Linked DNA regions of Mus musculus: regions 2, 3, 4, 5, 6 and 7 are each linked to region 1. Evidence: chromatin contacts called from public HiChIP or PLAC-seq and promoter capture Hi-C data. All regions are on one chromosome and are shown on one strand. Each heading gives the region's core, a stretch centred on a gene start, on an enhancer-like site or on the middle of the called end of the contact. The rest is flanking DNA. Distances are from core to core; before and after follow the strand shown.

The links. Promoter capture Hi-C pulls out the DNA fragments that hold promoters and counts their contacts. HiChIP or PLAC-seq counts read pairs in DNA pulled down with a chosen protein or histone mark.
Region 2: a promoter capture Hi-C map of embryonic stem cells shows a contact between it and region 1, with 48 times the contacts expected there. The contact joins the promoter of Mtarc2 here to the promoter of Taf1a in region 1. A contact is called at or near these places in 5 of 39 promoter capture datasets (the 3T3-L1 cell line, the C10 cell line, cranial neural crest and 2 more), 1 of 15 datasets of contacts at CTCF or cohesin (large pre-B cells), 13 of 115 datasets of contacts at active chromatin or transcription factors (the 230-238 cell line, bone marrow-derived macrophages, embryonic forebrain and 8 more) and 1 of 9 other capture datasets (adipose tissue).
Region 3: an H3K27ac HiChIP or PLAC-seq map of embryonic stem cells shows a contact between it and region 1, with 10 times the contacts expected there. The contact joins the enhancer-like site here to the promoter of Taf1a in region 1. A contact is called at or near these places in 8 of 39 promoter capture datasets (the C10 cell line, cranial neural crest, embryonic stem cells and 4 more) and 4 of 115 datasets of contacts at active chromatin or transcription factors (embryonic forebrain, embryonic stem cells and fibro-adipogenic progenitors).
Region 4: a contact with region 1 is called in a promoter capture Hi-C map of second pharyngeal arch cranial neural crest, with 9 times the contacts expected there. The contact joins the promoter of Mtarc1 here to the promoter of Taf1a in region 1. A contact is called at or near these places in 5 of 39 promoter capture datasets (cranial neural crest, embryonic stem cells, frontonasal cranial neural crest and 2 more), 2 of 484 Hi-C or Micro-C datasets (CD8 T cells and bone marrow-derived macrophages), 9 of 115 datasets of contacts at active chromatin or transcription factors (T-cell acute lymphoblastic leukemia, bone marrow-derived macrophages, embryonic forebrain and 4 more) and 1 of 9 other capture datasets (adipose tissue).
Region 5: a contact with region 1 is called in an H3K4me3 HiChIP or PLAC-seq map of pro-B cells, with 13 times the contacts expected there. The contact joins the promoter of Hlx here to the promoter of Taf1a in region 1. A contact is called at or near these places in 2 of 39 promoter capture datasets (embryonic stem cells and hippocampal neurons), 1 of 484 Hi-C or Micro-C datasets (pre-B cells), 11 of 115 datasets of contacts at active chromatin or transcription factors (bone marrow-derived dendritic cells, bone marrow-derived macrophages, craniofacial prominence and 7 more) and 2 of 9 other capture datasets (adipose tissue and liver).
Region 6: a contact with region 1 is called in a promoter capture Hi-C map of embryonic stem cells, with 10 times the contacts expected there. The contact joins the promoter of Vmn1r1 here to the promoter of Taf1a in region 1. A contact is called at or near these places in 4 of 39 promoter capture datasets (embryonic stem cells, liver and pre-B cells).
Region 7: a contact with region 1 is called in an H3K27ac HiChIP or PLAC-seq map of embryonic stem cells, with 5 times the contacts expected there. The contact joins the promoter of Fbxo28 here to the promoter of Taf1a in region 1. A contact is called at or near these places in 7 of 39 promoter capture datasets (the 3T3-L1 cell line, hippocampal neurons, liver and 3 more) and 1 of 115 datasets of contacts at active chromatin or transcription factors (embryonic stem cells).

Annotation. Positions count from the first base shown.
Region 1 is chr1:183,387,040-183,390,660 of GRCm38.p6, forward strand. It overlaps Taf1a (TATA-box binding protein associated factor, RNA polymerase I, A), which reads left to right and starts at 1,946. Exons shown (of 11, transcript NM_001277959.1): 1 at 1,946-2,119.
Region 2 is chr1:184,844,328-184,847,948 of GRCm38.p6, forward strand. It overlaps Mtarc2 (mitochondrial amidoxime reducing component 2), which reads right to left and starts at 1,581. Exons shown (of 8, transcript NM_133684.4): 1 at 1,219-1,581. The coding sequence starts at 1,490. It overlaps Gm34451 (a long non-coding RNA gene), which reads left to right and starts at 1,520. Exons shown (of 2, transcript XR_865818.3): 1 at 1,520-1,910.
Region 3 is chr1:184,825,589-184,829,209 of GRCm38.p6, forward strand. All of the region lies in intron 4 of Mtarc2 (mitochondrial amidoxime reducing component 2), which reads right to left. Among named protein-coding and RNA genes, the nearest start is that of Mir1981, 4.9 kb to the left of the region's middle. Within about 2 kb of position 1,918, at least 54 of the 459 cell types and tissues checked have an H3K27ac peak or open chromatin away from gene starts, as enhancers often do. A contact at or near this core is called in embryonic stem cells, where this site is marked.
Region 4 is chr1:184,809,357-184,812,977 of GRCm38.p6, forward strand. It overlaps Mtarc1 (mitochondrial amidoxime reducing component 1), which reads right to left and starts at 1,944. Exons shown (of 7, transcript NM_001290273.1): 1 at 1,490-1,944. The coding sequence starts at 1,773.
Region 5 is chr1:184,730,580-184,734,200 of GRCm38.p6, forward strand. It overlaps Hlx (H2.0-like homeobox), which reads right to left and starts at 1,914. Exons shown (of 4, transcript NM_008250.2): 1 at 980-1,914; 2 at 112-291. The coding sequence starts at 1,562.
Region 6 is chr1:182,156,490-182,160,110 of GRCm38.p6, forward strand. Vmn1r1 (vomeronasal 1 receptor 1) reads right to left here and starts at 1,609. Exons shown (of 1, transcript NM_001166728.1): 1 at 689-1,609. The coding sequence starts at 1,609. The coding sequence ends at 689.
Region 7 is chr1:182,339,906-182,343,526 of GRCm38.p6, forward strand. It overlaps Fbxo28 (F-box protein 28), which reads right to left and starts at 1,701. Exons shown (of 5, transcript NM_175127.2): 1 at 1,418-1,701. The coding sequence starts at 1,684.

The sequences.
Region 1 (3,621 bases), core at 696-3,195:
CTTTGACATTGAAAGACCTCTGAAGGGAGACCCTCACTCAAGTCTCAGGATAATAGCAGACCCCCAAGAACTCACGAGAGACAAAGCTTGATGCAAACCACATGAGGCTTTATTTGGGGGAAAGCCAGAGCTCTGGGGACGACTCATATCCCACGTAGGGGAAGAGGAGTCGACCCCAAGGGGAAAGGGGTACCAGTTTTTATAGGCCCTTAGGGGGGAAAGGAGAAGGAGGGAGTAGGGGATTACCCAATCTAAACAATGTCTATTCTCAAGAAATGGGTATGGGAGGGGTACAAGGAAAGAGTCTGCTGCAGGTGCAGCAACCCTGGATTGGCCCCAGCTGTGGTTGCTGTGGAGATTTTCCGACTCTTCCTCAGCAACCAATATCACAAACACCTGGCAATGGGCTTCATCAGTGGGCACACACATGGGTTCAAGGAACGGTCAGAACATTGGCAGACACATGGGTTCTAGGAGTGGCCAGAGCATTGTGTACCTCTATTTTTCTAAACCAGTGAAGCTAGTTCTGCTAACAATGAATCTATTTTGCCAATTTCAGGGCTTCTGTGACCTTTTACATTCTGCCAGGATCTTTCAACATCACAACATCCTCCCACCCCTTTTTTGAGACAGGGTTTCTCTGTGTAGCCCTGGCTGTCCTGGAACTCCCTCTGTGGACCAGGCTGGCCTCGAACTCAGAAATCTGCCTGCCTCCCTCCCTCCTGAGTGTTGGGATTAAAGGCACGCACCACTACTGCTAGTATTTTCCCCCATTTTTATGAGCATGACCAAAATCAGCTGAGTCATTTTGATAAATCAAGATTCCAGATGACAAGCTAATCATTATCTTGGTGTGTGTGTGTGTGACTGCCCCTCCTTTGTCACATAGTTTAGCTTTGCCTGTAGTTAGGAGTATAGGTTTAAAGGCCCAGGCATAGAGGCACATGCCTTTAATCCCAGCACTTGGAAGCCAGACTGATTTCTGGGTTGAGGCCATCCTGGTCTACAGACTAAGTTCTAGGACAGCTAGGGCAATGCTGAAACATGGTCTTAGAAACAAAAATAAAACAAAACAAAAACTCAGCAACAAAAAGAAACAGTAAGGGCAAAGACACAAAGAACTGTATAAATAACTTTTCTCTAGTGCCTATGAGCACTGCATACTGTTTACATAGAAAACACGGAATAAAATACCCATCGCATTAAAAAAAAAAAAACAACTCTTCATACAAAGTCTTTTTATAGACCCTTAGGTTTCTATGATACTCGGATTCTGTTCTCGAGCAGTAAATTCAAAGTTCCAGAGGAGTCCATGCCATCACTTATGCAGCCTTCAGTACGTTCTTTTTTATTTTAGTTCCAATAACTTTAAAGTTGTCTTCCTGTAGCTTTTACTCATTAATGCGTGTTTTCACCACTGGTGCCAGTCTGTTCATTTAACGGATCAGCCCTTGAAAATACATCTGCCATTCTCCATGGTCCTTTTCAAAGGCTTAACAATTCCACTATCTACCTCCAGAATTAACACATGGCTGTGAATGTCTCTCATGAAAGTGGGATCCAGACCCATCCCTACAACAATCCACGTTGAAAAGGAAAAAGATTCTTGCTCAAACTGTGAGGCAGGAAGTCACTTAAATCAGATGCTAGCAGCAACTGGGATCGGCTATGCGTTCCCTTGTCACACTCGACTTTGCGATGGAAATCTTCCAATTTCGTTAAGGCTCAGGCTAAATTGTCAATCTGGGCCAAACCAATGGGGAGGCGGAAGTCAACATCCACTTCCGGGCCTCGTCCGGAAGCCTCTTCAGAGCTGGATAGGCTCTGCATCTTTCCCACAGGTAACGCTCCTGTGGGGGCGTGGCCACGCATGCGCACTACCTGAATGCCCACCAGGCTGGTTCTGCGCAAGCTCCCAGGAAGCGCTCGTTAACTGCTTCCGGACAGGGTTTTCCGGGGCGGCGAACAACGTGGAGTCGGGCGACTCTGGAGCTTGGATTTAGCGGCTCGCGGGCTCCGTACGCCTTGCGCTTTCAGTGAAACAGGAAAAGGTGTGTGAGCCTCCTGCTTGTTCCTTCTGCGGTTTCCTCTTGACTTTGTGCTCCTGGGCTCTGAGACCGTAAGTTACAGAGATCGTGAACTTTTGGTTACCGTGGCAACAGCCACCACGCCAACCTTCCCCAGGCCAGTTTGAGTCTTTGAGGGCCAAGGAAGGATTTGCGTTGTCTCCTTACCGTGTGTGGTAAGGTCGATTTCTAATTCAGGTGCTATTTCAAACTTTTTCGCGGAACGGCTGAGATTGATTTTTTTTAAAGGCCTAATCTGGATTTAAGGCGGAGAAACAAAATTTGAGGCTGGCCAACTCTTTGGGAGATGGGTCAGCAGGTAGTGGCAATTACTGTCAAGCCGGGTGAGTTCGATCCCCGGATCTACACAGTTGAAGGACCCCTCTAGATGATTCTCTGACCTCCACGCGTGCGCCGTGGCTTCTTCCGACAATAAACAAAGTGTAATATTAAAAAAAGAAATCGTACCGGGCGGTGGTTGCGCACGCCTTTAATCCCAGTACTTGGGAGGCAGAGGCAGGCGGATTCCTGAGTTCGAGGCCAGCCTGTCTACAGAGTGAGTTCCAGGACAGCCAGGGCTACACAGAGAAACCCTGTCTCGGAAAAAAACAAAACAAAACACCCCCAAAAAGAAAAGAAAGAAATCGTTTGTCAGCAGGCTTCAGGTTCGATCTCTAGCACCGCAGAAAACAAAGAAAGCAACGCCAGTTGATAAGGGTGAGGGTACCGAACTAGGGTGATGCTGTGGGATTGCAGAAGGGAGGGACGCGTTCAGTGGAATTCGTAGCTTCAGTATTTGATGGATACGCAGAACAAGGGTCTTGAGCATTTTGACATTTAAATCCATGTCCAGTGGCATGTAGCTGCTTTTGTCGAGTCATTTCTTTGCCATGGGCCGCTGCCGACCCCCTTACGTTTTTTGTCATACCGGCTCGTCTGTGTGCTTTGTGTTTCCCAGACTTTTGTCTTCACCGTTTCTCAGTCCTAACTTGGAAGGAAATACGGTTGCTGCTATGATTATCTTAGATAACTTATGGGCTATTTATGTGGTTAAGTTCCGAATACATACTAGCAACTGCTGCTACTGTACGTGCGTGTTATATATTCTTTTTTTTTTTTTAAGATTTATTTATTTATTATATGTAAGTACACTGTAGCTGTCTTCAGACACTCCAGAAGAGGGCGTCAGATCTTGTTACAGATGGTTGTGAGCCACCATGTGGTTGCTGGGATTTGAACTCCGGACCTTCGGAAGAGCAGTCGGGTGCTCTTACCCACTGAGCCATCTCACCAGCCCCGTGTGTTATATATTCTTAAGCTTCTTTCTGTAGCTCGAGTTTTTTACTTTGCAATTAAGGATGTTTCGTTTCTGTATGTACTTGATACATAGCTGTACTGTATTTTTTTAAAAACGATTTTTATTTTACTTTTATCTTCTGTGTATGAGTGTTTGCCACATTTATGCACACTGCTGTGTACCTGTTGAGGAGGTTGGATGCCTTGGAACTGGGGTTCCAGAAGGCTCTGAACTGCTGTATGGGTGCTGGGAACTGAA
Region 2 (3,621 bases), core at 331-2,830, 1.5 Mb after region 1:
GATTTCAATTCATTTGGACAGGGATGGGACTCTCGAGGAATGGTAGTATTTTATTTCATTTTATTTCATTTCAGTATATACACAAGTTTTCATATAGCTCAGGCAGGCCTTGAACCCAAATCTACAGCTTCCCTGGAAGTGACCTTGAACTTCTGATCCTCCTGTGTGGAAATGACTGGCATGTGCCACCATGCCTCCCTTGGATGCTGGAGGATAAAATTCAGGGCTTCACGAACCCTTGGCAAACACTCTCTCCTACCAACGGAGCTATATCCCCAGGCCCTCAGTAAATGATAATTTAAACCCAAACCTCCCAGCATTGCAAACATAGGCCGCCAATGAGGAATGGAAAATCCATGAGCGGAATTCCTGATCTATAAATTTATTCTGTAGCAGAACTAAACTCTTTTTTTTTATTCTAACCTCCTTTATTATTATTTCATACCCGTTTGTGACTAGCTCTCTATCGCCATCTACCACAACCCCTCCCTCGCCCCACCCCCGGCAAACCGTGTAATTCTGCTCCTTACTCGTTCAAGTGGTCACCAGAACTAGAGGGAAGGCCCGATGTTCTTGAAAACGCTCAGCCAATGGCATTTTATATTTCTAGTGTCCTACAGTTAGGAGAGCTGTACGGACAGCTGACAGGGGAGTCTCCCCCCCCCCCCCCACCCCCCAGGGTTCCAGGAATGCTCCAACTCAGTTTTCCAAAACTACTTTAGCCAGAAGCACGGGCTTCGCAGCTAAAGGATCAAAGCTCGACAGCCCAGAGAATTCAGGCAACAAGCCTCAGTTCTGTGAAGCCGAAAGGGGTGGGGGCCGAAATCCAGGCGCTCTGTTTCGCTTTAGAGTAAATTTGCATGTGGTAAAACTAAAATTCTCCTCCCGGAAGGTCTCCCCACAGACATATTTGGGCTTGCAAACTTAGATTTCAACTTGAACACGCTCGTCAATGTGCACCGTGCTGTAACTGCTGTCATCTCTTTCCCATATGTGTGTTTCCCAGAAGCAACAAACCCTTACTTTCTAGGTTTGGGGAGAACACAGCTTGCAGTACGGAACTCCTCTCTCGACTTGCTCCAGGCTCAGGCTCACAAAGTTTGCACTCACCGAGGGGCGCCTGGTTCCAGGTCTCACACTTCCGAGCAAGGATAGGCAAGGCCCCACCTCCCTCGCCCCGGCCCATTCGCGCCCGGTGCAGTGCGGGGCTCGGCGTACCTGTCGCGCACTTTGCCACAGCGCAGCCCCATGTCCGTGCACTCGGTCTCACACACCGACACCCCCTTGCAGGACTTGATCGGGTAGATCCAAACCTTCGACACCGTGCCCACCTGCTGCAGCTGCCGGCGCCGCCGGGGACGCGTGCGACGCCAAGCTACGGTCCCCAGCGCCACCGCAGCCAGCCCCAGCGCGGCGACGCCGAGCCAGGTGGACCGCGGCTGCCCAGGGAGGCCGAGGCGAGCCAGAGCCGTAGAGCTGGAGGAACCCATGTTACACTATCCCGGGCAGGCCTGGGCTACTGGGCCGCGGTGTCGAGGCGGGGCTTAAGGCTCCGGGAGTGTGGGAGGAGCCAGGGTTGGCGCAGCCGCACTGCCTGTCAAACTTATGCTGCTCACGTCCAGATCAGTGTCGGCGGAGCCTGGCCCACGCCCATCGCGGGTGACAGCGTGGGGTGGTCACTTTCATTTTACTTTGTCTCTGTCCGCCTTTAAAGTGATCCCTCCCCCCATGACTCTTCAACCTGCTACACTCATTAACCCTTTTGCTTCTAAAAGGAGCACACTCAATTGTGCAAGAAGCTGCTGCACTGAAATGAAGCAGAATGGAGGAATGTTTCCTGGGGACAACTTTGGGATAGGTCTCCCGAAGATCGCGCAACTCTCTGGAACGCTCGGCTTCCATCTCTGCAGGTAGAGACAAAACTACTGGCGCGGCTTCTGGCAGCGTGACCTGAGGTTACAGGTACACCAGCCAATTAAGACAGCGCAAGGAAGGGAAAGGCTGCCAGAGCTTACCACTTGCTGAGGTCCGAATAGAGGACTCTGGTCGACTTTTCTCAGACAACGATCTAAACGGAATCCAAATGTCAGGCTTTGGCTAAGAGATAGCCCCAAGTTCAAGATCACGGTGGGCTATTGATGGCCAGGACCTGTCTCAGAAGCATCAATGATTAACTCATCAGTTGAAAGCCGCTCAACCCATAAAGGTCCTGGCTGCCAACACTGACATCTCGAATTCAGTCCCTGGGAGCCATGTGATAGAAGGGAGGGAACCATTTCTTGAACAAACAGAGAGAGTGGGAGGGAGAAGGAGAGGGGGACTGGGAAGGGGAGGGGAAGACTGAGACAAGAGACACGAGAGAGGAGAGGGTGGGAGGTGTACATGGAGAGACAGAAAGAGGAGACAGGGGGAGAATAAACGCTAAATAAATAAATGGCGAAATGACTCAGTGGTTAAGAGCACCCAGATGGACTCCCAGTACTTACATAGCAGATCGTATCTGTCTGCAATTCCAGTGCCAAGAGACCCCCACTCTCTCTGCCCCCTGCAGACCCCCACTCTCTCTGCCCCCTGCAGACCCCCACTCTCTCTGCCCCCCGCAGATAGCTGGAACACAGGTGGTACTCAGGCATACATGCGGGCAAAAACATCCACATACTTAAAATAAAAATAAAAATTTTAAAATAGCCAAGGGCTTAGAATGTTGAATTCTGCTGCGTGGACAGTCACCAGAGACGACAGACTTCTGCATGGGAGGAAAGACAGGACAGAGCCCCAACCTCTGTAACTGGCAGAGCAAGTGTGTTTGCTTCTGATAGGTGACACAGACTGAGAGAGCCTACCCATGTAGCACGTGTTCCCCCCCCCCTTCTCTGCCCCTTCACTTTCCCTCTGAAAAGCTCAATGCCTACTAGATCTGAGCTCATCCCCACTACAGACACACACTCTGTCAATAGTTACTTGATGGATAAAACCCAGGCTTCACAGTTTAACTGATGTCTGCCATTATTTTGTAAAAATTTCATTCAAGCAGACTACTGGGATAAGAACAGACTTTCTTACATAGGATGGGAGTTGGTTTATTTTTCAAAGGATGGTTCTTTGCATCAAGACATAATCTGTCCAAGGCCTCTTGAGGAGGCCAATCTGTTGTCCCCTCCAAAGTAGGACTAAGCCACCTGCTGGAGAAGAGGTTTTTTTTTTAAGAAAAACATTTGCTTAAACCAGTGTGTGTGCACATGTGTGTGTGCACATGTGTGTGTGTGTGTAGCCACATTTCCACTTACATCTTCATGCATTAGCATCTCATAAGCATCTTAAATCTCTTCCCAGGAGTATGTGTTATATAGTATTATAATGACCTATATATGGGTTACCTACAAATTCTAGAGCACTGGTTCTCAACCGTCCTAATGCTGAGACCCTTAAATGCAGTTCCTCGTGTTGTGGTGACCCCCAGCCATAAAATTATTTCATTGCTACTCATAACTATAATTTTGCTACTGTCAGGAACCACAATGTCAATATCTAATAAGCAGGTGTCTGAAGTGTGGCCCTAATGAAAGGGTCATTTGACTCACAGGTCGGGAACCACTTCTCTAGAGCATGACATTAGTGGGC
Region 3 (3,621 bases), core at 668-3,167, 1.4 Mb after region 1:
GGGCTGTAGAGATCTGTGAGCCACCATGCAGGTGCTGGGAACCAGATGTGGGTCCTCTGCAAGAGCAGCCAGTGCGCTAACTGCGGAGCCACCTCTCCAGCCAGCCCATCCTGGGGATTTTCTGTCAGGCTGTGCACGCTTTGTAAATAGGAAAACTAAGACTACACCAGGCTTTCCACCTGATGCAAGACCCTGAGAAAAAGATGACGGAAGAGCTGGGGGCAAGGAGGGGGGTGAATCACACACAAACAGCGTGAGACAGTCATCACAATCCATACAAGTATTTGTTTTAAATGTAGGAAAGTTAAACTAGACCTAATATAGAGAGAGCGTCTTTTGTTGGGGGGGGGGGGTGTTTAGTGCACTGTGTATTCAAATGCTGACTTCTGTACCCAGAGATCTGGTGGCAGTCAGAACTTTGCTACTGTCATTAAAGTATCACCTGATTCAGTATTTTGTAAAACATTATACTCCATCACCATCTGATTGGTTAAAATAAAGAACTGAACAGCCAATAGCTGGGCAAGAGAGGAAAGATGGGACTTCCAAGCCCAGAGAGATTATAACCCAGATGGAGAGGGTCTCCGGTGGGGACCAGGGAAGTTGGCCATCGGGACACAGATGAAGAGAAAAGTGCTGGATAAGACCAAGATGGCAGGTAATGGGCCACGTGGGGGAAGTAGGCTAGGCCTGCACTGTCTGGTTAGAATAGCTCAGAATCTGCCTAGCTATAGTGCCCGAAGCTGTTAACAAATATAAAGGTCTCTGTGTCCCTCGTCAGAGCAGAGGGCACAGAAAAACCCTTACTTTTACTCTCTTGTTCACTTCTTACCTCTCTATAAGCAGACACGTTTATATCCACAGCTAGGACTATATATACATCTCACCATATAAAATATATTATACCTATACATGATCATAATACATAGATTCATTGGCCAGAGAGAAAGCATACATCACGTGACAATGGAAGCCAGCGTGGGGTCTTACCTACCAGCGGTTGGTATTTAAGAACACCACAGAGACCAGGGGAACATCAGAGAGAGAAGCAATACCAGCTGGGCTGAGCTTGTACCTGTGCTGGGGACGGACCATGAGGCCCACCTGTGACCCAGTTCAGGTTCTCCAGGGTACAGGCAGGGAGGGTGCTCCACCGTGGAATTACCCACCCAGCCGGGATACGGCACGTCAAAATTACATCCATAAAATAAAAGACATAACTCTTATCTGCAAAAGTGTCTTTAATGGACCATTCTAAAAGCTCCCTGTGTCCCTGGTTTCTGACTCTGTGGAACTGTATAAATAAACACATACAGATTTTAAAGAAGTCCTTGAAGCCAGTGGACAAGCATGGCCATCAGAGACAAAGGTCTAGAAATGAGGATTTGCCCCAGCGCTACCTTCTCCCTGTTAGAATGGGCAGGGCTGCTGCGGTCAAGGTCGCCCCAGCACTGAGTGGTGGGGCCGGGACTCAGCACAGCTGCCTGGCTTTAGGAAAGCCTCCCACCCGAGTGCTTACCAGGGCTGACCCTGCTACTGGCACTGAGGCTGGACCTCAGTAGATAGAATCCAGGATGCGTCCAGCCGGGGTTTGCTTACCAGAACCTCACAAAAGGCGTGCCTGCAATCCTGAACACTACCGGGTTAGCCTCAGCTCCGCGGGGAGTCTGAAGCTCAACAAACAAAACACAGCCCCTCCCTCGTGACAGAGAACGCGCTGAGCCCCATCCCACGTGACAGGGGACGCACTGAGATTCTTCCACAGTTGTCTCCCCCAGCTCTTGGAAAACAAGTAGAGGGAGGACTTACATAAGGAAGGCGCCCTATTAAAACATCTCACGCTCAGCTCAGGACAGTGAGCAAAGTCCAGGGAACACGGAGCACCTCGCTTGCCAGCAGCAGAGATAAGCATCAAACACCGGCCTTGTTTTAAAACCTCATCACAGTGTTGCAGAAATCTAACGCGCCGCACTGGCCCAAGCCTTTTAAGACTGGCTTCATCCTCTAACTCCCCACGGGGAAAGTCCACGACACTCGGCACCACAAGCTGCAAATGTCCCACAATGCACCCGTCCTCTACTGCCCCACATTCACAATAAACGATGCCCGGACTTCTGCATCATGCTAAGGCTTGATGTTTTTATTAGTTGAGGATTAAATATGTATGTGTTATATGTATGCATTAATAATTGAAAGGGTTTTGACGGCAGGAGGCAGACGGGTCAGCGGATCTATGCCTTCATCCTGGGCTTCCTCGCTTAACGTGGACTAAATCAGCAATGGCTCACTGTTTCACAGTAATGAGTTTGTTAAAAAGATGCATGGCTATAGAATTTTCTAGAAAAATAAGAACGTCATATCTTATTTAGTATTTCTGGAAGCCCATCACAACCCAGAAATGTAACAGCTAAATGGCTTTCTTTAAAAAAAAGAATTTTTTAAAAAGACTACACAGCCAAATGTCGCCAGAAAAGGGCTATGCTTATTTTAGCCTTAGTTTAAGTTTGACAAGTTACTGAAAAGCAAGAATGCTACAGCCAGTAGACATGACATCATCTTCTCTTCTTCCCTTAGCTCACGGTCCTAAAGCAAAATCAGTACCAAAACAATGTCTTAGGAGACAAATAAAAAATATTTTATTTTCTACCTTAGTTAGCATTTACTGTCACCTTGACATAGGTCCTAAAGCAAAATTAGTACCAAAACAATGTCTTAGGAGACAAATAAAAAATATTTTATTTTCTACCTTAGTTAGCATTTACTGTCACCTTGACATAGCCTTGAGTCTCAATTGAGAGACTGTAAAAATCAGATTGGCCTGTAGACACACCTGTGGAGGACTGTCTTGTTAGCAACTGAGGTAGGAGGGCCCAGCCCACTGTGGGAAGCACCATTCCCTAGACAGGTAGACCTGGGCTATACAAGGTTAACAGAGCATAAGCCAGAAAGTGAGCAAGCCAGCCAGCAGCGTTTCTCCCTGCTTCCTGTTTCAAGTTCTTACTGAGTTCCTGCCTTGACCCCTCTCAAAGAGGGACCGTCACTTGAAAGTGTGACCCTTTCCTGCTCCCAGGTGCTTTCAGTCAGGGGTTTTTATTACAGCAAGAGAGACTAAACTGGAACACTGCTTGAAGTAAAACTCCCCCCCCAAAAAACAACAGGCAAATTTCAAGGGACCAACAGTAGAACTTTTACTTCACGAGATAATTTCTAGGTCAGTTTAGTCAACTTTAGTCATAAAGGGGAGTCTATTTCAGCAGTCCTGGGACTTGAACCTGAGGCCTGCTGTGTGTCAGGTAAGTGTTCTTGCTGCTTGAGCTGCCTCCCCAGACCTCTTTTCATTTTTAATTTTCTCTAATTTATTTCTCTAATTTCTCTTATTTATTTTTATTTTATGAGTATGTGTGAGTGACTGTCTGTATGAATGTGTGTCATATTCATGCCTGGTGCCTAGAGAGGCCAGAATTGGGGTTCAGGGAGGCTCAGAGGCACCGTGTGAGAACTGAGAACCAAACTCAGCTGCTTCGCTATAGCAACAAGTACTCTTAGCCCAAGAGCCATTTCTCCAGGCCCTCATTTTAAATTCTGAGTCAGGGTCTCACACTTCAGCCTAGGTAGGCCTGG
Region 4 (3,621 bases), core at 694-3,193, 1.4 Mb after region 1:
CTTTTTTTTTCTTCTAATTTTTCCCTGAGTACCCCCTAGGCAGCCTCCCGGACCCTTCCTCTCTCTTCTCTGTCACTTGTCACTGTCCCCCTCATTGTATGTTTGGCTGTTTGCATTTGTTGTTATTTATTTGTTTATTGCTTATGTTCCCTGAGAGCTTGTGACGAAAGTGAAGAATTTGACACCACAGCTGTGGTGCAATTCAGAACATGTTTTCTGAATCAATACGGTAATAAAATGGCAATGCCCTTTGCCTCTGAGGCTGACAGAATCGATCTATAGACAAGAAGCTAGTGTATGTGGGATCCCACTGCTCAAAACAGGGAATAGTTAGGGTTCCTGACTGCCTGGAGCAGAGGTGAGCAGCTGACCTTTGAACTTTGTCCAGAACTGCTGTGTCTCAGTGAAAGGACCATTGGTGTATTTTCTAGTGAAGGAGAGTCAGCCTCTAATGATCTTTGGTTCTTGAGATATGAAGAATTGCAAAACACAGGTGATGGGGAGAGGGGGGGGGTTGGGGCGGGCGGAGAGCAGTCTCACATTACAAGGTCCACACTGAACCGAGGAACCCACTCATCTGTAACTGCCCATCAACCTTATGTAAAAGCCACCCGTAAATCAGCTATGAGACAAGAAGGGCTTTGGAGCAAAAATCTCCATTTCTTCTTCCTGAACCAGTCGGTCAGCATGTCCACTGGACCGGCCTGATCTGAGGCGAATGGCTTGTGTTAGCTTTAGAGAGCTGAGACGGGGAGGTCGCAGCCTCTGTTAGCCTGTGTCCTCTGCTGAAGGAGAGGCCTGAGGATCCTGATACGCAGCCTTCCAGTGATGCCCAGAGCTGGTGGGAGACCAGACCTGAAGAGAGCAGAGCTGCTGAACCTTCGCTGAAGTCCCGGCGACAGGGGTCACTCCTCAGCTGGACTCTTAGTCGCTGTTTACAAATCCCAGGTTGCCCCCCCCCCCACCCAGTGCAGAACCTTTATCTGACAAGAGCCTTGGGGAAATAACACTCACAGCTTATTTTCTTAAGCTGTCATGCATGCTCAACTACTGCACTAACAGGGATGAGCCGTGCCTAGGATCCAGGATCTATTGTCTTAGTTTTTCTAAATTTAAGACTATCACTGAGAGTAAAGTAACCAAGGACCAGTCCCTTCAGGGTCCCTGGGTGGAGGGAGATTGAAGTTTCTTCTTGCGGATTGGCCGGCGTGAGAAATGCCTCGTCTAACACCACAAGATTTGAAATAGCCACGAGAGGATGGATAGAGAGATGTCCAACTCCAGGAAGCGTGAAACCCGGGAACTTCAGAGTTCCAGGTCCCCCGAGTTGGCTGGCGGAGGGTGAAGTTCATTTTTTCCGTTTCTCACCACCCCTTTCCCAGCCTCCGGTCTCTAGTCTGAGTAAGAAGGGACCGGCGAGCGGACCCCGCTGACCTCCCCACACCCACACAGCCTAGGTCAGCGTGGTGATGCTCGGTGCTCAGCGTACCTGTCGCGCAGGTGGCCATAGCGCAGCCCCATGGCAGTGCACTCTGCCTCGCTCACCGACAACCCCTTGCAGGACTTGATTGGGTAGATCCAGAGCTGTGCCACCGTTCCCACTTGCTGTAGCCGCCGGCGTCGCCGGGGACGCGCACGACGCCAGGCCACTGTCCCCAGGGCCACCGCGGCCAGTCCCAGCGCGGCGACGCCGAGCCAGGTGGACCGCGGCTGGCCCGGGACCCGAAACGCGGAGAAGCCGAAGAGGGTCAGCGCCCAGGACCCCGCACCCATGACTGGAGAGGGCGGGATGAGCGCTTGATACACCTCCGGCGCCGACTGGACCAAGAGCTACTGTGGCCAGCGGCCTGGGCCTGAGCCCAAAGGTCAGCAGCTCCTGACCCTTCCCCTCCAATCCAAATTGTGCATCTTCATTCGGCCTGGGCGGGAGGTGGTGGCTCAGCTGTGGAATCTCACCGCCTGCCCCTACTTTCCGCTGCCTTCCCCCCCTTCGGTCCCTCCCTCCCTCCCTCCCCTTCCCTCCCTCGCTGACCCTCTCCCAGGATCAATCAGTGCAGAGCAGCTTATTTACATGTTTGCAGAGTTGTTTATTTGACCTAAAACACACAACGTTTGCAGAACGTGGCGTGATTTTGAAATTAGAAACCAGGCTGCGGGCAGCCGCCCCTCTGGGGTCTGTGGGGAGCAGTTTGGCAGCAGCCAGGGTGCTTCCAACCAGCTGGGATATGAAGGGAAAAGATCTGACCAGCCTTGAGGATCTACAGGGCCAATCCTGGGCTGCAGCTATTCGTAGACACCCGCCCCCCGCACCCCCCACCCACACGCCCCTCTTTTCCCTGCGTCCTAATGTGGACTTGCACTGCCAGGTATCTCTTCCGAAGGCTACCGCATCTTGAACAACAAAGACAAGACCATCAAGGTACCTTGGGCGCCTTAGGCACCTGTTTGGTGTGTCAAGCTGCTAAAATGTCATATTTATTCAAGACTGTTCTAACCAGAGCATTTTCTCTACTAAGTTAAGGCAGAGAGACTGGACTTTGTACTGAAACAAGGGCTGGGGATTTTACAGCCAAGGGGCAGTGCGGGGATGAACCTGGCTGCAGGAATAAAGATTTCTCTGAAGAGAAGCTTGTGCCCTTCCCTCTAGCCAACAGACTCTTGAAACAGTGGACCAAGAAACTGGGACTCCCCCGACTTCACCCCATCCCAAGTCTCAAGGTGAGAGAAGGAGATGGCTGGGAGCCATCAATCAATCGGAGGGAGAGCCTGCCTCCCAGAGGGAGATTCCACAGAGTTCTGACAAAGCCTCAGACCGCCTGAAACACGGGAGGGTCTGATGGGTAGGATCACACTTTGACCAGAATAGTTCTGCTGATGGGCAGCATCCTAAAGCAGAGGGGGCAGTCCCCAAAACTCGATGTTCACGTGGAAATGCAAGAATGAGGTATCATGGAGGCCAGCCGAGGCCAGGCAATGTGCTGCCGGCTGAGTTGGACGCCCTGTAGAGGTGCCCTGTAGAGAGGCCACTGTGTGGAGAGTGGGAGAAGCAAGCAGAACGCTAGCACACACTGGCCTCAGCTAGCTGGGCGACTCACTTCCCTGGGTTTGGGCATGAAATGTCACCCTCTAGCTTGCATGTCCCCCCGGCTGGTGGCGCTATCTGGGGAGGCTGAAGTAAATGATGAGGTGTAGCCTAGCTGGGGAGGAAGGAAGTCTCCTGAGGGCTGGCCCCTTCCTGACCATCTGCTTCCTTCCCTTGGCTTGTCAGGTAAAATTGACTCAGGATACAGCTTCATATCCCACATTTACCTCACAGCCTGCTGGAAGCCAAGGGCCCAGGACCCAGCGAAGGAGAAGACGGAAGGAGCAACAGCTGTCCCCCATGGATGATATGTCTTTTGACATCATCAGCTATATGCCTTAGACCAGCCGTTCTCAACCTTCCTAATACGGCTCCTCATGTGGTGGCGACCCCCAACCATAAAATTCTTTTCACTGCTACTTCATACCTGTAATAGTGCTACTGTTAGGAATCGTATCGTAAATACCTGATAGGCAGGATATCTGATATGTGGCCCCTGTGGAAGGATCGTGACCCACAGGTTGAGAAGTGCCCTGTAC
Region 5 (3,621 bases), core at 664-3,163, 1.3 Mb after region 1:
CAAATGTCCCACTAAAAAGAATATTCAGTTTCTCTCATAGGACTTAGGAGGCTCCTACCCCAACTTTCCACACTACCGCTGGCCTTTGCGGCACTGGCTGAATTTTTCTACCTGGAAATGTGTCTTGGAATTGATGCTGAACAGAATTTCTTGGGTTGGAGCTTAAGGGGCTGAGGATGGCAGACGCCTCGCTAATGGGATCTAGAGATGCGAAGAACTGTCCCGCTGAAGGCTGCAGGCCAGCTAGATGCACCCCTGCAGGCCGCCCACCGGTTAGCAGCGATGTGAGATCTGGGTAGGGGGAAAGAAGAGTCGGTCACAAACTCATACTGTGGGCAGATTTGTTCCTCCTTTCCCTTCTCCCCCTTTGAACCTACTAAACTCAAAATGGACCCTTTCTCCAACAGCTACGGAAGAGTGGGGCCTGAATTGCCCCAGAGTGTGTGTCAGGCATGGCCGGTACACCCCATAATAAGGAAAGGCTTGTCATAAAATGTTGCTAAAGTGGTCATTTCGGACGCCTTCCAGAAATTCTACAAACCCCTAATTTACACCCTTCAGCCCCCCCCCCCCCCCGCCTTCCTTCAGGAGCTTAGACTGGCCGGTTTGCTTCCCCGCAATTCTTAAGAAATACTGGAAATCAAATAAATGCAAAGTGTCCCCACGCTGAGATTTCCTTGTCAGAAAGATCTAGGTCGTTCTGCAGATATTTCATTCAAAAGATGGATAATACACACTTTTGCAAAACTTTGCAGCAACCAGAGTATGGTCATCCGTTTCTATGCTGTTTAAGCAACACGAAGATATGTTTTTAAACATGGGATAGCTGACTTTTACATGTCACTAAGTTTTCCTTCATTTCGTTTTCTTCGCCCTCATTCTACCGTTCTGTCCTTAAAAATAAACGCACCCCAAATCCTCCTGACATCAGGCCCCTCATGGGTGGTGGTGAGGCCTGAGGCCTTCCAGCGATACGTACCTCTCAGAGTGTTGCCTTCCTTAACTTTTGGGTCAAATTCCGCAGACAAAATTCGATCGATACCAAATTTGAGGTCTTTGCTGGAGGGGGCAGGGGCGGAGCCGCTATGGTGGGGGACCACCCGCGTCCCCGAAGTCGGTGGCTGCAGGGAGACCGCCCGGGGTGGAGGCGGGGGCTGCTGCTGCGGTTGCTGTTGCTGCGTTGGTGATTGCTGCGGGAGATGCTGGTGGAAGGCGGCAGAGAGCGGAGACAGCCGCTGAGGGAAGCCAGCCGGGACTTCTGAGGGCGCCACCACCGGGGTGGGACGGAGCGGGGATCTGGCGGCAGCTTGGAAGGAGGCGTGCGGGTGCACGGAGCCCAAGTGTGCGGTGAGGGCTGCCGAGGCCCCCACCAGTCCCTCTGCAGCGGGCCCCGGCTCCCCGACGCCGGCGTGCAGGATGTCCGCGATGCAGAAAGAGGGTTTCTTGACAGCGGCTGGGTCCAGGGCGAAGGAGCAGCCGCCCGGGCCCGCCGAGGAGCAGTAGGCGGCTGACCAGAGACTAAAGTTGGAAGCATAGAAGGGAGCCAGGCCGGCTGCGAACATCCTGGCAGGATCCCGGCGGGGTCCTGGGTGAGTGGGGAAGTGGGTGGGCGCTCGGGCAGAGGCGGTGTCCCAGCCGAGCCCGAGCTGCTTTCGGTTCTTCGCCCGCCCTGAAGCGGAGGGCCAACCGGGGAGCCCTAGCGCCACCGAGGGACGAGGCGAGGGCCCGATCGCCGCCCGCCACGGCCTGGGCCCCTGGCTTGGCTTGAAAGGCGGCGCGGCGGGCGCGCTCCCCGCCGGGTGGATGGAGGCGATCGCCAGGCGCTGGGGCGACAAGGCGAGCGCGGCCTCGCTCTGCTACTCCGCAGAAGCCGGGGAGACAGGGACCCGACACCGAAAGAAAAACCCAAACAGCTAAGCCCTAAGAGCTAAATTTAAAACAACAATAATGATCCGTTAGTTTAAAAAAAAAAAAAAAAAAAAAAAAGGAAAAAAATTAAAAAAAAAAAAAAAACTCCTCTCTAAAAACTCCCAAAGTTTTGGCAGGAGCTTTCGAGTCAGACCCCGGGTAGGACCTTGATCCGTGCGCTCATTGGACGTCTTCGTGACCAATGGGACTCCGGAGTGGAGGGGAATTGGGAAAGAGGGGGGCGTGGCCGAGCTCGGCCACGCCCTGGCCACGCCAAAGTGTTTTCTGCGGCAGCGTGGGCTAAGCTGAGTACTGAGCGTCTCTGGGAGCCGCTTGGGGGTCGAGACTCCTCGGGCCTCTGGCTCTCCTCTGTCCCCTGCAGCTCGGGGACCCGCCAGCGGCAGAGCCTCGGAGCCGGTCTCCGGAATTTTCCTGGAGCTGCGGAGGAGGGGGATCACTGAGGCTCCCGTACTCTGCTGTAGTACACCCCCAACCTCCACCCCAGCAGACCACGCTGGCGGTCCGCAGGCTGTCCCTTCCGTATTCCGCTCTCATGCGACTTTCCTTCTCTCTGCTTTTACCCAGGTGCTTTTATCACAAGTCCTAGGTAAAGGCCCCATCCTCTCAGCGCCCCTACAGCCCAGAATCCCGACCCAAGTCTACTGTAATCCGCTGGTTTCTCAGCTCACCAGAGCTGCTCCAAGAAGCCAGGAGGAGGGCAGACCACAAATTAGTTTTATTCGGAGCTGTCATTCCAGTGACAACTTGAAAGAGTGACTTTTCAAACAAAAATAAGATAGATGGCTCCAAACGTCTCCCTTAGAAACAGCCAAACTTTTACCCTGAGCCTCGGAACCAACAAGGAGTGCAGCCCCAGAAGAGCGGCACGCGTGTCCCCTCTCTGCACCTTGTAGGAAGTGCTACCCTCCGCGGCCACCACATCCCCTGGTCACGTGAGGTCCTATGTTTTGCAAGTGCCAGGGAGCGGTTGCCTTTGAGATTAAATACCTACTTTTAATTCGGCTGCAGTTTTTCCAGGATCCGCTTTGGCCTGTTGGAGGGAGGCACTGTCCGAGCCTCCACAGCCAGCGCCTTCCATTCTTGCTAGGGTCTTTAGAACTCAGCCTAGGTGCACTGGGAATTTTCTGTCGCATCAACATCTCTATTTTAAGAATTCGTTCTCTTTTAAATTATAGTCAGAGTGGATTTCCCCGCCCCTCTCCCAAACAGACCACAGGCCACCTAGATGAACGGTTGTTGCACATTTCAGGAAGAAAATAAAATAATGACAATAACGAAACCACCAAATCTTTTGTTTTCGATTGTCCAAGTAAGTGTCTCCGGAATGATATTCCAAGGCAGGCTTATTTCCCCTCAGCAATAAGATACCAAAAACTGGAAGCCGTGAGGGAACTGCCAGGCTACTATCAGCTCAGGATTGGCGTGAGCTCTTGGATTAATGTCTAACAGCTTCGTGTCCTTGGTCGCCGGTATTGTCATCATTAGCGGACGCCTTTTTCCTCGAAAGCAATCGATGGCTAATCAATCACAGGCTATGATGTCCCAGTATCAGGGACAGGGGTACTAACTATATCAAGGAATGGAGGGGTATAGACAGTTGAGGGCAATGGTGCCTGGGACGAGAGGGGCCGGAAATCCTGTCTAGCAGGGAGCAGAGGGTGGACTTGTGACAAGTACAGAGGCCACCGGAGG
Region 6 (3,621 bases), core at 359-2,858, 1.2 Mb before region 1:
ATATGAGTACACTGTAGCTGTACAGATGGTTGTGAGCCTTCATGTGGTTGTTTAGAATTGAATTTAGGACCTCTGCTCTCTCCAGTCAACCCCACTCACTCTTGTCGGCCCTACTCTGGCACAAAGATTTATTTATTATTATACTTAAGTACACTGTGACTGTCTTCAGATGCACCAAAAGAGGGCATCAGATCTAGTTATGGGTGGTTGTGAGCGTGAACTCATGACCTTCAGAAGAGCAGTCAGTGGTCTTACCTCTTAGCCTCATAGTGTATAGATCATAATATATAGAATTTTGATTCATGATCACAATCATGATAATAATCCATGATAATAATTTACATACCTAGTTATTGAACTAAAGGCCACCATGACTACTGACATATTAAAAGTGTTGAAAATTCTCATATATAATATGTGAGCTACTCTATGCTGTAATAATTCAGTCTTCCTTCGGACTACTAGAATTATTAGTAACTTTTATTATTTCAGAATGGCTTATGTTTCAATGGTAAACTATATATTTTTTGATGCTTATGCCAAAAGTAGGTTTAACGGAGAAAGCATTTCAATGTCTTTATTTTTATCTAGCCCAGAGATCATGTATGGTATGCCTTGATTGATTACCCTGAAGTCAATGTGCTAGTTCTTGTGAAGGAAGCTTGTTCATCACAGAATAATCAAATATTTACTGTTGGCCCTGTGTGTTTTTCAAACAGTTAATCATACGTTGTTCAGTACTGATGAACACCAAAGGACTGAACGTGGCATAACCACTGGACACAAACATCTGGACACAGCGATGGGTTGGGTCATTATTCCACATAACTCTCCAGGAGGAGGCAATGGAATCCAGACAGTACGTGACCAAAAAGAAGCTCACTAGCAACAGAATGTTCCGGACGGCCCTCTGCTCTGGGGATGCTTTGCGGGAAATGCTGGTGTTGTGAAGGTACTGACACTGCCTTTTATGTCTGCACAAGACAGTCACCATGTATATACTTGAAAGTACCATGAGCCCTACTAGAGAGGCATCCCGGAAGGCAGCCAGTATAGAAAGTAAGTGTCTCATGGTGTCACTAACAACCCAGAGAGAGCAGGATTTAGTGACCAGTATGAGAATGTGTGAGGTCACATTGTGGGCGGCCACAATGGAGTTTGAAAAAACATTAATGGACATGTGGAAGGCCCACAGGGAAAGAAAGCAGCACAAGTTGTGCCAGAGGGAGTTAGGTTTGACCTTTGCCAAACAGGAACTTCTGGGGCTGAGGAGGATGACCTGGAGGACGCTCAGGTGACATGTGGCACAAATGGAGACACCCCTCATCAGCCTGTACAAGGAGATCACTGATTTACATGTGAAGTCATCCCAAAACCCCTGGGACCCCAAAATGTCTGTAGCCATGGCAGCCATGGCCAGCAGCATCACGATGTGGCTTAGAGCCAGGACACCAATGGTTATGTTGATGGGCTTGTGCCTGAGTTCCTGAAAGAATGTGACCACGTGGGAGAGCAGGAGGATGGTGTTGGCTGAGACCCCAAAGACAATTTCAGAAAAAAAAGCATTTCTTATGCCATTGATATTGTATACTGGGTCGTTTCTGTTCATCTTATGGGGGAAAGGAACACACAAGGACACATCTGAAAGCAATGCAAGAAAAACCAGTTATTACCCACTGCTGTCGTTATCCATCTCAGCCCACACTATGGCTGTCTCGGAATGGATAAATCATGGTGTAGCCTGATCTGATCCTCATGTTCTCCAGGGACCATCCCCTCTCCCTTCTCCCCTCTCCTCCCCTCTCCTCCCCTCTCCTTCCCTCTCCCCTCTCCTTCCCTCTCCCCTCTCCCCTCTCCTTCCCTCTCCCCTTTCCCCCCTCCTTCCCTCTCCCCTCTCCTCCCCTCTCCTCCCCTCTCCTTTCTCCCCTCCCATCACTTTCTGGTCATGGCTGAATTCTATATCCTAATACTTGTTCCTGCAGTACATGTACTTTCTTATACTACAAAAATTACCATATAGTAGAGCAGATCTTACCTGAATAATATATATATATATATCTTTTTTTTTTTTTTTTTTTTTTTTTTTTTGGGCAACAGCAATGTCTTGCTTGGCTTTAGCCCTCCTCTTCCTCCTCCTTTTCTTTGAGACAGGATTTCATGTTGCACTGGCTAGCCTCGAAGACACTATGTAGCTAAGAGTGATCTTGAATTTCTAGTTCTCTCCTCCAGCACGCCCCCCCTCCCCGCCCCCCTCCCTGTCAGGTATGTACCATTATGGTTTGTGTGGTGCCTGGAATCCAACCCAGGGCATTGTGCCTGTGAGGTGAGCACTCTATCATCTGAGCTCCACTCTTAACTCCTCAATCTGCTTCCTCCCTCTTGATGTCAGTACAAAGTAACAGTTGTATCTTTTTGGTAGACTTAAATGAGGAAGTAGCATAGAAACAGAAATGAGGTCTTCCAAGTGTCAATGGATCAGATAACTACTTATCAGTATTAACATTATTGCTATTAGTATCAGTATTAACTTTATTCTAGCTGATGTATTACTAGAACAGATCTTGATACATCAACAGAAGGAATGTTGGTCCCTGTGGACTGATTCACACTGGTTGAATGAACATCCATGATCTGCTATACTATGAGAATGATCTTAAGTAGCCTATAACTCCAAGGTCCAGTCATCGTTTATATGAGAAAAGATGAGCTATACATACCAAGCTTGAGAGTGTTTCAAGTCTGTGATGATGTCTATAAAAAAGCAGCGATTGCTTTTTATTATTGTGTAGTTTCTCATACATGTAATGGGATATTTAGTACAGTTCTTTTAATAGTTGATCAATTCAGTCTCTGTTAAAAGATACAAAAGTTATCAAAAGCTTAGAATGGAATATAGTATCTGGTAGAATTTTAGATTTTTCCACTTTAACTTCCCAAGGTGGGACAGAGATTTCACATGGGTGGTGTTGTTGCTATTGTTTTGTTTTTAAATCATCATGCCAGAGTGACTAGTTCATTTGAATACAATCCAGCTATTAACTGGTAGAAACACAGGTTGATCAATATGTTTCTCTTTAGGTATGTGGAGTTGGTATGGTTGGTAGAATTGGAATTAAAGTAGGGTGTAACAATAAATTATTTCTTGGCTCTTTAGACCACAAAATTTTGCAAAATAGGACACTAATGGTGTGCCCCTCCCCCAGCCTTGAGGGGGCTGGATCAGACCTTGTCTGCCACAGTCAGCTAGCCCACCTAGGGTGGAATCTTCCGACCTAGGTAAAGTCTATTGTGTGCCCCATCTGCAGCTTCCTGCAAGAAGCCACCACCTGCTGAGCAGCTGAGCTTGTCTTCCTGAGGGGACCCTGACAAGGTGACAAGATCCTGGCATAGTTGGGGATGGATGGGTCTCCCCTCTTTAGACATTCAGACCCTAGAATTAAAGTTGAGCCTTGATCAGAGGACTTCGTCTTGGCTCACTCGTTATTTCTCTCGCCATCCTTCCCATCCATCCCCAGCTTTCCTTTCAGGAACCCAGGAACCCGTGGCTGCTGGCGGCTACATAACAGAATATAAAATTGTTAAAGATGCTTTTTATTTTTTTAAGCTCTTATTTTACATCCT
Region 7 (3,621 bases), core at 451-2,950, 1.0 Mb before region 1:
AAACCTGTGAACATTCCAAGCTTTTCAAAGCCATTGTCTGGCTGGCTGGCTGAATTCAATCAAATGTTATGCCCAATTGCCAAACGCAATTGTATATACAGCATACATTTTGGTCAAGTACCAAGCTTTATAAAATATAAAGGAAATATTTACCACTCTACACGAAATCCTAGGATGATGCTTTGAAAATCTAGGACAACTGTATTCTGAAATACCTACTCTAAACAGAAGAAATTTTCCATTCCACAGAGTGTGGGGAAACACACACAAAACCTGCCCCGGAGTTTGAATGAATGACTGCAAGCTGTTTTTAAAGATGATTTCCTTTGAAACACAATACTGGTCAATTTAGAGATGGAAGAATAGGGCTAAAATATGGCATAGCGATGAATAAGTAACCGCCACACACAGCACATTCAGAAAGATGTCTTTGTCCTTTTATCAACAATCCCGAGCACATTTAAGTGACTACATCAAACCAGCTCACAACCACTTCAAAATGTCCACCTCCTCCAATTTCCTAACCACCTAAGGGGAAATACCCCGGTAGGAAGTGAGATATCTTCCTGAACCAAGTAATTCATCAAATCTTCGGTCAAACCTCAGGGATGTAGTAAAATTCCAATGGCAATTTTTTTTCTTTTTAAATTTTGGCTAGGACAATGTGTTATTTTTAGGGTATAATAAGTAAACCACTCCGACTGCAGGAGGGTGGGCTTGAAGCACATTTGAAAAAAAAAAGCAAACAAGCGGGAGGGGGTAATAGCTTGACAAGGGGACAAGTTGCTTCGCTATAGTAAGGAGTGTCAGGGAGGCAAAGCCAGTCAGGTCATCATCTCCCAGGGCTCTACTTTAGTGAGCAACTAAGGCTCTGGGGTTTTAAACGCACAACACAACTGCAATCTTAGAACCGCAACTGGGGCTCAAGGGGGAGCGGGGGGGGGTGGGGGGGGGACAGCCAAACCCCCTTCATCCTTTTCAAGCAGAAAGCCTGGGTTGGAGGGACAATACACACTATTCTTGCAACACAACCCAAGCCTGGCTGGGATCCTCTGCCCACTTGGGAGTGAACTCCAGAGCCCGAGCGGGCAGTCGAGGCAGGCGCCTGCCCCTTCGGGAGTCCCTGTCGCCGGTCCAGCCGGGCGGAGGGCACCAAGCCCCGCTCCGTTACTTCTCGCAGGCGGGCGCGTCCCGGGCTAGGGGCGAGGAGACCCTCGGGGCGGGGCGAGGCGCAGAGCGGAGCCTCGCCCGCCCGGCGGTCGCGATGCCAGCGCGGCAGCAGCAAGCACCCCGCCGGCCGTCGCCAGCGCCACTTCCCGGCTGCCGGGGACGCGCGCGCTCCGTGTCCCGAGCCGGCGGGGCTCCCTCCCCAGGAACGCGCCGCCCTCGCCGGTCCTCCCCAGGCCTCGGCCCTCACCAGGCGGAGCTGGCTAATTTCGTCGTAGGACATAAAGCTGAGGATGTTCTCGATGGCTACGATGGGCAGCGCCACCAGTGTGTTGTTTTGGGGCAGGTGGTCCGGTGCCAGCGCGGGCGCGGCGGGTGCCTGGGACCCGGGCGGCGGGGCCTGCGACGGGGGCGCCGGGGGCTGTCGCTGAGCGGAGCCGGCAGCCGAACAGGAGCCGCCGTCGCCGTGGCCGCCGCCTCCTTCCTCAGCCATCCGCTCCTCAGACGCCGCCGCCATCTTGGGAGTTTGATTCCTTCCTCCAATGTAAGGGGATCGGGACACTTCCTGTGCGTCACTTCCTCCTCCTGGGGGGGGGGGAGCTTAAGGAGAGGGAGGAGCTCGTGGGATGACAGCTGGAAAGAGAGGCGAGCTTTCGGTGCGTCCATCGGAAAGGAGGGAAGATAGTGCACACTTCAAGAGAGGTGGTCGTTGTAGCTCTTTAAAATCGGAGACTGCCTTGTTAGAGTGGAAACGAGCAAGGATTCCGCAAACCCTAAGAAAGGCGGTCGTCATAGTCCCTTTCATCTGATAAAAGGAACGACAATGGAGCAGTTTTCTTTAAAAGCAACTCGCCAAAGGATGATAAAAACCATATCACCTTCATAAGTTTAGACGGAAATTTGTATTTAGATCAGCATCTCCCAAGAGTCACAGTGATAATTGCAGCATATAAAAAGGAATAAAACACCGCTAGTTTAAAACTACAAGACAACAGGTAAACCCTGAAAGCACATTAATGAAATAAAAACACAGAGTCACACACCATACGACTACTTTTATGTGAAATGCCCTATGTAGGCAGGTCCATAGAGTCAGGGGCGAGAGAGAGAGAGAGAGAGAGAGAGCACAAGCGAGCTTACAACACTTGGTGCACTTCCAGAAGACCCGAGTTTGGTTTCCAGCACTAACACTGGCCTTTGGTTTCCAGCACCAACACTGGCCTTTGGTTTCCAGCACCAACAACTGGCTGGTTTACAACTGCTTAACTGAAACAGAGTGGATTCGTGGTTGGTGGAAGTTGGGAATAAGGGAAGTGTGGAAGACAACAGACAGTTAATGGGTGCATTGTTTCTCACTGGAGGAATAGCCAGTGCTCTTAACCTCTAAGCCATCTCTCCAGTACCTGAATTGTGTGCTTAAAAAAAAAAAAAAAAAAAAGACTTTTATTCTCTGTGAATCAATTTAGGTGAGAACCAATGAAAAGATGCTAAAACCAGAAGACAAGCCTGTGGTAAGGTGTAGCACGTAGTCTCAAAATAACCCACTTCTCATGTAATGCATTAATCACAAAATAAGAAAGGTATGATACAGAAATTCAGGGAACAGGCTTATAATCACATGATTAGGAGTACCACCACAAGTTGTGGGAGGAAAGATCATCACGTGCCTCTTACTAGGACGCCCCATAGGTGACCCAGCATAATGTAGTATTATTTCATGCATAAAAATACACACTCTGCATCTGAAGTAAACAAAGTCAGGTTGGACTTGGTGGTGGTTTGGGTAAGATTGTTTCCTACAAGTTCAGATATTTGAACACTCAGTTCTGAGTTGGCCTTGCGCTTTGGGGTTTCTTTGGGAGGTGGGGCCTAGCTGAAGGAGGCGTGTCACTAGTAGACAGTGATTGCTTATAGTCCCACTCAACTTCCAGTTTGCTCTCTGGTGGTTTGTGCTGGAGGGTGAAGATGTGGTCTCTCAGCTTCCAGCTCCTCCCGCCATGCTTGCCACTTCATGCTGTGTCTCCTCGCCATGATGGACTCTTTCTTCTGTAACTTGCCTTCGTCCTGGTATTTTATCACGGTGACAGAAAAGTGACTAACGTACAGACTTGAACCTGTACTGATTCTGTCTTTGACTCCCATGATTCCAGTTCTTAGGTTTCATCCAGGATAACCAAAGTTCCGGTGCATGAGCCGTCTCGAGCACATTCAAACCACACGCACATCACAGAGGGCTGGTTAGTATTCAATATGTATTTTATGTCTAACTGTTTTCCAGACGTTTGCATATTCATAATGCGTTGATTTTCTCCCTACTAATAGACTGTAATTTTACTTTTGTGCTTAGGGCGTTGCTACCTCTTCAGAGAACCAATTTCAATTTAGTCTAAATGGAAATGATTTTCTACCTAGACTTATTAAAGTTAGAAGCTTTCTTGATGGGTTAAGTTGAAA